3 separate regions of the Mus musculus genome follow, and all the other regions are linked to region 3. The links are chromatin contacts, called in public Hi-C maps. All regions are on one chromosome and are shown on one strand. The core of a region is the stretch at or near the end of the contact, and the rest is flanking DNA. Distances in the headings are between cores, read along the strand shown. Region 1 holds the start of Bcor (BCL6 interacting corepressor). Region 2 has its middle 43 kb from the start of Gm46687. Region 3 has its middle 67 kb from the start of Gm14635.

Evidence for each region. A called contact is a pair of places that touch in the nucleus more often than the background predicts.
Region 1: a Hi-C map of differentiating embryonic stem cells shows a contact between it and region 3, with 2.3 times the contacts expected there. The contact joins the promoter of Bcor here to the enhancer-like site in region 3. A contact is called at or near these places in 13 of 484 Hi-C or Micro-C datasets (the G1E-ER4 cell line, cerebral cortex, differentiating embryonic stem cells and 2 more), 7 of 115 datasets of contacts at active chromatin or transcription factors (embryonic limb bud, embryonic stem cells and stem cell-derived neural progenitor cells) and 2 of 9 other capture datasets (adipose tissue and pancreatic islet).
Region 2: a Hi-C map of liver shows a contact between it and region 3, with 2.8 times the contacts expected there. The contact joins two enhancer-like sites. A contact is called at or near these places in 11 of 484 Hi-C or Micro-C datasets (differentiating embryonic stem cells, embryonic stem cells and liver), 8 of 115 datasets of contacts at active chromatin or transcription factors (the SCID.adh cell line, embryonic stem cells and hepatocytes) and 1 of 9 other capture datasets (embryonic stem cells).

What each region holds. Positions count from the first base shown.
Region 1 is chrX:12,079,163-12,081,862 of GRCm38.p6, reverse strand. Bcor (BCL6 interacting corepressor) reads left to right here and starts at 1,310. Exons shown (of 15, transcript NM_029510.3): 1 at 1,310-2,045.
Region 2 is chrX:12,134,325-12,137,085 of GRCm38.p6, reverse strand. It overlaps a transcript of Bcor not described here. Among named protein-coding and RNA genes, the nearest start is that of Gm46687, 43 kb to the right of the region's middle. Within about 2 kb of position 1,460, at least 257 of the 459 cell types and tissues checked have an H3K27ac peak or open chromatin away from gene starts, as enhancers often do. A contact at or near this core is called in differentiating embryonic stem cells, hepatocytes and liver, where this site is marked.
Region 3 is chrX:12,286,658-12,289,357 of GRCm38.p6, reverse strand. No RefSeq gene overlaps it. Among named protein-coding and RNA genes, the nearest start is that of Gm14635, 67 kb to the left of the region's middle. Within about 2 kb of position 1,422, at least 44 of the 459 cell types and tissues checked have an H3K27ac peak or open chromatin away from gene starts, as enhancers often do. A contact at or near this core is called in cerebral cortex, differentiating embryonic stem cells, embryonic limb bud and 2 more, where this site is marked.

The DNA of each region.
Region 1 (2,700 bases), core at 61-2,560, 210 kb after region 3:
GGCTTCCCCCTTTCGCTTGCCTGCCCTTCCCCGCCCCCCATCCCCCCCTGGCGCCCAGAGCTGCTCCTGGTGCGTAGGAGAAGCTCGATACGTGTCAATTGGATTGAACTGCTGCGGGCGCAGGCTGTACACTGCCGCCGAGCCTTGATCTGCACGACGTTACCGAGTGAAAATTTATGGGCTGAACGGTGAAGCCAAAAGTTGTTCCCGGCCAAGTAAAATAAAACGCGGGAGATACTCTCACGAGGCCGAGGTGAGAGACGAGGGCAGACCTTCCAGCCATCGGAGGTCCGGACTGTGAAATGCTTAAGAACTGGGAGAAACTCAGGCTCATCCCAGGTCCCTTTATGGTCCTCCCACCCCCTTGTGTCCCCAAGAGCAGCCCCCCACCTCAACACAATTCCCACACAATTGAAATGTCCGGGGAGCAAGGGCGCGGAACTGCCACTGTTGCGGGTGGTGGTGTTTTCACGTAGCTCTTAGCGCCTTAAGGGGAAGTAGCTCCTCTGGGAAGAAGGGGCGAGGTGCGGTGGGGGTGGACGCCCACGCGCACTCAGGCTCTGCTGGGCTGGCTCTCGGAGGGGACGCTAGGCCGGGAGAGCGCAGCGCTGGTGGCGAGAGGAGGCAGTGGCGCCTGCCGCTGGGGTTTGACAGCTTTGGCTGAGAGGAGTGCGAGGCGCTTTATGGTAATTGCGGTCCTCCACTGGCCTTCTGGGTAGCAAGGGGAGTCTCGGCGCGCGGCAGGGAAAGCCTCCCCCGCCGCCCCGCCGCCCCGCCGCCCCCCATTCTTGGGGCTGGGGATTTGTTGGCCGACCTAGCCGTCGCCGCTGCGGAGTCGGTCTCCAATACCCTAGGACGTGAGCCCTGGCTGGGCGTGAATGCTAACTCGGCCGGAGCTGGGACGGAGAGGACAGAGGGCGGTAGAGTTGGGGGGGGGGTACGAGGACACGACCCGCCACCCAGGTGGTTTGGGGTTCAGATGTGGCGAGGCCCCAATGCACCCGGCTGGGAATCCGTGAGGGCCGGGGAAAGTCGGGCGAACCTTTCCTGGGGAATCACCCCCTCCCGAAACCCCACCGCGGAGGCGCCGCAGCGGAGGGTGAGCGGAGACTGGGGATCTCAAACTTGCGAGAGCTGGAGGCGGCGGCGGCGGCGGGCGGGCGGGCGGCTGTCGCTCGAGCGCTGCGCCTGAGGGGGGAGGGGAGGCGGCTGTTGGGAGGGAGGGAGGGAGGGCGGGCGGAGGGAGGGGGAGGAGGAAGAGGAGGGAACCTGGGAGGGGGGACGCGTTGGGATCGCGGCGTGCGGCAGCAGACGGAGCCTGAGCTCCCAGCGGCAAGGTGAGGCAGAGCTGCGCTCCGGGCCGAACGGCGACCGAGCTCTTCGGCCGAGGGGGAGACGCGCCGGAACCCAGAGCACGACCGAGAGCGGGAGCGAGGCGGGCGGCGGTGGCGGAGGGGGAGCACGCGAGCCGCCGGGCGGAGAGCCCGAGCCGCGCTGTCGCCGCGGAGGGACGACTTGGCCAACACACTCGCTCACACACACTCACACACACACCCAGCCCGAGCGGGCGCTCTCGGCGAACCGTCAACATGGCGCTGGGGCTCTTGCCCGAGCGCGGGCGGCAGCGGCGGCGCGGGAGCTGCTGAGGGTGACAGAGCTCGGGCCAGCTGCGGGAGGAGAGGATCGCGCGGGGCCGTCGCCACCTGCCCTGAAGCTCGCAGCCCGCCCCGCCCCGCCCCACCCCCACGCGGCCCAGAGCCCACCCCTCCGCCGGGCCGACCCCGAGGGCAGCAGAGCGGCTGCAGTCGGCGGCGAGCGAGCGCGGCGCTGGGAGTGGACTGCGGGCACCAGAGGAAGCCAAACTTTGCTGCTCGCTGCGCTTTCCCGGCCGGGCTCCTTCACGTAGCCGCCCTCTCCCGACCCCGCACACATTCACCCAGCCAGCCGCCCCCGGATCTTCCTCGCCGCCTGGACTCCGCTCCGGGGAAAACTTCAAAGCGCCGGATCGCAGGGCTCCCTGCCTACTTCCCGACTGGGGATTTCAGGTCAGTGCCCGGAACACCTTTCCCCGGGGGCCGCGGGCGGGCTGGCGCGCCGGGGACTGCAGCCGACCTCCTCCCTCCGAGGGTTTCTCCTCCGACTTCGGTAGACCCCCGTTGGGAGGCTTAGCTACCTTGCTCGCTTTCGGTTTTACATCAGAGCTGCAAGTTATTAAAAATGCAGCCAACCTAAGCGGCCCCCGCATGGGCACCAGGGAGGGAGGGACTCGACGGAGGACCTGCCGCCTCCCGAGGGGTTGGGAGGATCGGGAGTTGAACGAGTGGAAGTTTGCAGCCTCTGTGTGTCTGCGCGGGAGCGCGGTCGTCGCCGAGCGTCGGGAGTCAGGCGGGGGGGGGGGTGCTGGGCTGGAAGCTGGGAACCTCGTCTCGGCGTTACCTCGCTAGCAGGAAGGGGAGGGCGGCGGGTTCCCGTCTGCTTTCTTTTTCGACTCGGAAAAGAACTGTAAAAACCCCCAGCCGCCGCCGCTTCGTCTGGCCTCTCCTGGGGCCCGGCGGTGCCTCCGAGTGGAACGCCGGCTTGAGCGTGCGCTAGTGTGTGCGGCGGGCGCCTCGGACCGAGCCGAGCTCGACCTGCCGTCGTCGCTCAACTCCGGAGGGGAGTCCCGGGTTTTTCCTTGGCTTGCCCCAAAGCGTGAATCAC
Region 2 (2,761 bases), core at 211-2,710, 150 kb after region 3:
CGACCCTCTCAGGGCTCCCAGCCGCGGAGGCGCTGGGGTGAAGCCCCCTCCTTGCTTCGTTTTCTAAAGTGCCTGCAAATACAAAAGCGGTTCCGTAATGCCTTCCGTCTGCGAGAGCCGGAGGACCTTGGCTGACCTTTCGGAAACTGATTGCAACTGCCTGTTAACAGCCCGTACTGACCGCACTGAGCGGAGCGGAGGACAATCATTTAAGTGACAGACGGCGAGGTGGCCCCGGCTCAGTTGAGCGGCCTGGTTAAGCCCTCCCCTCCCCCCTCCCCAGCTACTCCCCCAGCTCCGGGTGCACTGCGGGCCGTGGCCAGCTCTCTGGAGAGCGGGGAGGGCGCACCGTGAGCGCCTGTGAGTGTGAGTGCGTGTCTGCGATTATGGGCCGAAGGGTTAACCCTTTGCAGAACGCCGCCGGGGTCCTTTGAAGCCGAGCGCTGCCGGCTTAATCTGCCATTTGCAGAAGAGGAATAAAGAGGCTGCCTTGTCCTACTACCCCTAATGGGTAAACTGTACTCTCTTAGCGTGACCCGGTCACTGTCCCTGCTGCTGCCGAGGAAAGATCTCGACCCTTGGATCTTCTGCCATGGCGCTATGTAACCTCCCTGCGCTTTCCTCTTTTTCCTCACAGAAACAAGGAACAGCGCGGGGACAGCGCAAAGCGTCCAAAGGCTTTAAGGTTCGCGATGCAGTGGACGTGGGTGTTCCTGGTGTTTTCTGTTTTGGAAACTGGAAAAAGGGGAGGTGGGCTCACAGCAGGAAGGGCAGGTGGGGGAGGGGGAGGCTGGTGACAGGGCACCTCGGGCTTCTCTCTCTCTCTCTCTCTCTCTCTCTCTCTCTCTCTCTCTCTCTCTCTCTCTCTCTCTCTCTCTCTCTCTCTCTCTCTCTCTCTCTCTCTCTCTCTCTCTCTCTCTCTCTCTCTCTCTCTCTCTCTGGAGAGATCGCCAGCTGCTCTCCAACAGGCAGCGCCCTGAAATCTATTTAAAGAGAGGGAAAGGGGAGGAGAACAAAGGGGGAGGAGGGGGGCGGCGAGAGAGCAGGGAGGATCCGCCGCTCCGCGGGCACATCAAGCGCTCACATCTGTACACTCCGCGATCGATGGGGAGAATGGATAATATTTGTCAGCTGCAGACCTTTCTCTTCCCGGTTCCCAGGAAGGGGAGGGGGCAAGGGAGGGGGAGGGGCAGGCAGACCAGGCGAGAGAGGCCGCGTCAAGGACAGCGCGCCTCCCGCTGCAGCCGCACGGAAACCCAGTGCCCAGAAAGCCGGCAGATTTTTTTCTCTTATTATCATTATTAATTATTTTTTATTATTCCACAGCAGCCAGCGAGCGCTCAGCCGCGCCCCTCCCCCGCTCGCCTGCCGCCTCCCTTTGTTGATTTTCAGCTGCAAGCGTGGCGGGCCCGAGCCACCGCCGCCGCGGAGCACGATTTGCTCTTGCGCCCTGGGTCGCAGCTGCGGCCCAGGAAGTCAGGGCTCCGCCCCCGCCCCCGCCCCCCGAGGCGCGGCAGATCCTGTCCACCAAGCGCGCGCGCGCGCGCGCGCACACACACACACACACACACACACACACACACACACACACACACACACACACACACACACACACACTCATCGGTGGCCAGCCACCAGGCTATCCTAGCAGTACTTTGCTGCGGCTTTGCGTCCCCCAAAGCCCAGGCGCTGGCTGCCTCGACCAGGAGCCAGCCGTGGGCCGCACACCGGCCTTCACCACCCCCTTCCCCGGCCGCGGCACTCTGATGCCGCCACCCTCACACATGGTCTTCATTTAGCACACTAGCGGCTCGCTTCCTCTCTGCTCTTCTCCTCGGGGCTTTTCAGAGCGAGGAGGGAGGTTTAGAGGAAGTTAGAAACCTTGTGAGCCCACGGGGAAGGGGGAAACCCTCGTTAGCAGTCTGAGCTTCCGAGACGGAGGGGAGCGTCCTACGGGGGATAGGACAGAGCCTAGGTGCCCTCCCCTCCCTTGAATGTTAGGAAGGCTAAGTGAGAGGTGGCAGTCTCACCCATTCGTCCTTTTGCCTGTTAGACCTTATATCGCTAACCTAGTGGTGCCCTCAGCTAGTTGGAGACGGATTGGGTAGGGTGGAGTGGGAGTTGATGGGACAGGCAGTCAACGAATGAGACCTAAGATAGCTCAGACTGACCCAACCGTAATGGCTAGCTCACCAAACCTTTCCCATTCACCCCAGGTTGAAAACCTAAAACGGATGACCCACCAATTGGCCTGGGTCCACTGTGTTGCGGAAGATGGAGGAGGGGAGCTGCAGAGATTCGGGGTTTATTTGTATACCCTCATCCTCCTGCGATACCAAGCCAGCCAGAGGTGGCGTCCCTGACTGCTCTGCGGTCCTGGGCAGGGCAGGAAGCTGGCGCGGCCGCCGACTGGGCAGGCACCACTTGGCCTAGCCCGCTGTTCGCTGGAACTCGCGAAGCACCATCACTCTGAGTTGAGTTCCCGAGACTCCGGCCTGGTCACCCTGAGCTGTTTTCCTCCCACATCGTCAGTTGGCCTCTCTCGCAAGTCTCCTGATCTCCCGCCATCTGCTTTTCCCTTCCTTGACCGATCTCTGGAACTTCGAAATACATTCAACCGCCTTTTCTGAGATTCAAAGTTTTGTGTTTCCCCAGGGGTTAGCAGCCTAATGCTTCCCCCGTTTCCCGGAACAAAGCAAGTATTCAGCCGGGAGGGGGGCAGGCTGAGTATCCTCTCCCAGCAGCGCCTGGCGCCTGTGCA
Region 3 (2,700 bases), core at 173-2,672:
GGCTAGAGAGTGGGCTTAGTGGCGGAGAACTGCGCGTGCTTTCCCAGTGGACCTCAACTATAGCTTTGTTTCTCAGCCTTTGCTCCAATTGTCACCTTCAAGAGGATTCTCTGATCACCCTATTCAATACAGTCACTGTCCTAGCAGCTCATTGTCCCCTCCCTCTGCCCTTTCTGTCTTTTTCCTTTTGCTGTAGCAAGCCTCTGTTATTTGTTATGCTGTCTCCTGTCAGTCCCAGGGCCCCTACAGTGCAAGTTGTGATAGTGGTAGGAGTTTTGGTCTGTTCATATTGGCTCCTAGCACCTCAGGCTGTAGGCCCCACTGCTGTAGAAAGAGCCACTCCCTGAACCCTTGCCATTATAAAAGCTTTATAGCAGCCTTGTACGTAAGATGAAACCTGTCTATCATCCCAGCGCGCCAGGGGAGAGGGGGTGAGAATCAAAAGTTTGAGGCCAGCCTGGGCCAACTTAGGAAGTTTCAGACCAACACAAGTTACAGAGGTGTGTGTGTGTGTGTGTGTGTGTGTGTGTGTGTGTGTGTGTGTGTTGGGGATGACACATGCCTTTAATCGCAGCATTTAGGAAACAGGCAGACTCTCTGAGTTCAAGGCCAGCCAGATCTACAGGCAGGATAGTCAAAGCTACAAACCCAGTGGGAGGCAAGGTGGGCGTGGAGTTAGGGGTAGGGGGGGATGGTGAACAAGCAGTTGTCAGAAGACTCCATTTATCTGTTTCCCAGGAACAGGTGGGGGCAGAGGGGCTCCCTCCCCCCCTAGCATTGCTCTCCCAAATATTTCCTATCTCTGAACAGCTGTTTTCCTCTGGCAAGGGATATGTCCCCACCAGGAGGTGAACTATGGCCTTTAGCAGGAGGGACCAGACTCCCAGAGCAGACTAATGGAGCTTGGTGACCTGTTAGAAGCAGGGAGGCCTCAACCCCACTTTCCTTCTCACTGGGGAGTGCAGCCGGTGGCCCTGCCCACCGAAGCTCTCACTCAGACCCTAGGGAAAATACTTCGGCCTCTTCAGGTAAACCCTCACAGGAGCGCCTACCCTTGACAAAAAAAAAAAAAAAAAAAAAAAAAAAAAAGGGGGGGGGGTGGCGGAGTGGAGATTATCCCAGCCTTCCCCCGGCCAAGGTCTGGGAGACTCAGCAGGATCTGCATCTAATTAGAGCCCAGAGGCAGGCAGCCAGTGTTTGCTGGCGGTGCATCCTTCCTTTACAAACAGATTGGGATTCACATTTTCTGTTTTTGTGGGTTTTTTTTTTTCCTTTTTCTGTCTTTTGTTTTGTTTTGTTTTTCGTTTTTGCGAGAGAAGCTCACGTGGAACCTGCTGGGTTTCACCAGCCTGGCCTGCTGCAGTCCACCGAGCACCACCGGCGCTAACCTCCATAGCCGCTCATTCAGTAAACAAATGGGTCCCTGCCACAGGCACGGCTTGCCTGGCTGGCCTGGCTGGGGAACAAACCGGAAGGAAAGGCAAGGACTCCAGGGTGATGGTGGGGGTTGAAGGGATGCTGGCACATCAAAGGGGTCCCCTCAGGCCAAGCCCTTGGAAACTGCTTTGATCTCCTCATTACTGCTATTCATCTTGGGTCCAGCCTGAGACAAAAGGAGTACCCTGAAGGGGCAGCCTCGGAGGGCCAGCCCTACTGTGGCTTTTCTCTATGGGCTAAAGGGACCTCAGGCAACTGAGGCAGGCACCAGAACCCCTGAACCCCAGCCAGGTCCTAGCTGACTAAGACCCAGAGAACTGCCAATCAAGAGAAGAGAACGGGGTCTTCTGGCTAGTGAAAAGCCGAGGTTAGACCTAAAGCAGCAGCCAGTGCGGGAGAAGAAAGTCCCCTGTGACTTTGGGCCCTCAGAACAACACCTTATTGAGAACAGCACTCGTTTTGCGCCTGGTATTGTGCCCATTACTCCCAGTATCACCCAGAACTCCACCCACTTGCCTGGTTTACAGACAAGGAGACAGGCTCAGAGGGATGAAGCGCACCGCCACTCAAAACTCGTGGGCTGGGAGGCTTCGACACTTCCGCCCGCTCTCACTTTCTTCCTTTCCCTGCTCCTCGTCGAGAGGTGAACAATAAACCCATCAGTTAGCCCGAGCGTGGGCCCGCTGCTCTTTTTTCCTTTCTCTTCGCAGCTCCATTGGCTCCCTGAGAGATCAAAGTTCTGAGAGGTGTGGAGTGCAAGTTGTTTGGGGAGCAGAGGGGCAAAGGTGTGGAAATGAAGGCCACTGGAGCCTTCTAGCCAGGGAAGTCTTGACAAACTGCCCTGTTGGGACTTTGGTGGATCTCATGACCACAGGAGGCGCCATCCAATGGGATGTAATGTTCGTACTGGCCACCCCCAGACTTTCCACACACGCCGGGTTAGGTAGTGAGGAAAACTTTTAGAAAGGGCATTTCTGTCAAGGCAACTGTCAGTTCCAGTCCAGACCACAGTCCCCTGGGTGCGGGGAGCAGAAATGGAAAGACCTGAAGGGTTTGGGGAGGAGGATGCAGAGAAAGGGCAGAGGCCGAAGGAGGGGCGTGGAGAAGGCCCTGCCCCGTCCCCACCGGTTGGGGGAGGGAGACCCTGGCCACATCAGGAGTGTGTGGTGAGGAAATGAGGCCTCCTCAAGAACGAGCTGCAAATGAGAACCGTATGGAGTCTCCAGCTCCCCAAGGAGCACAGGGAAAGGATACAGTGGCGGT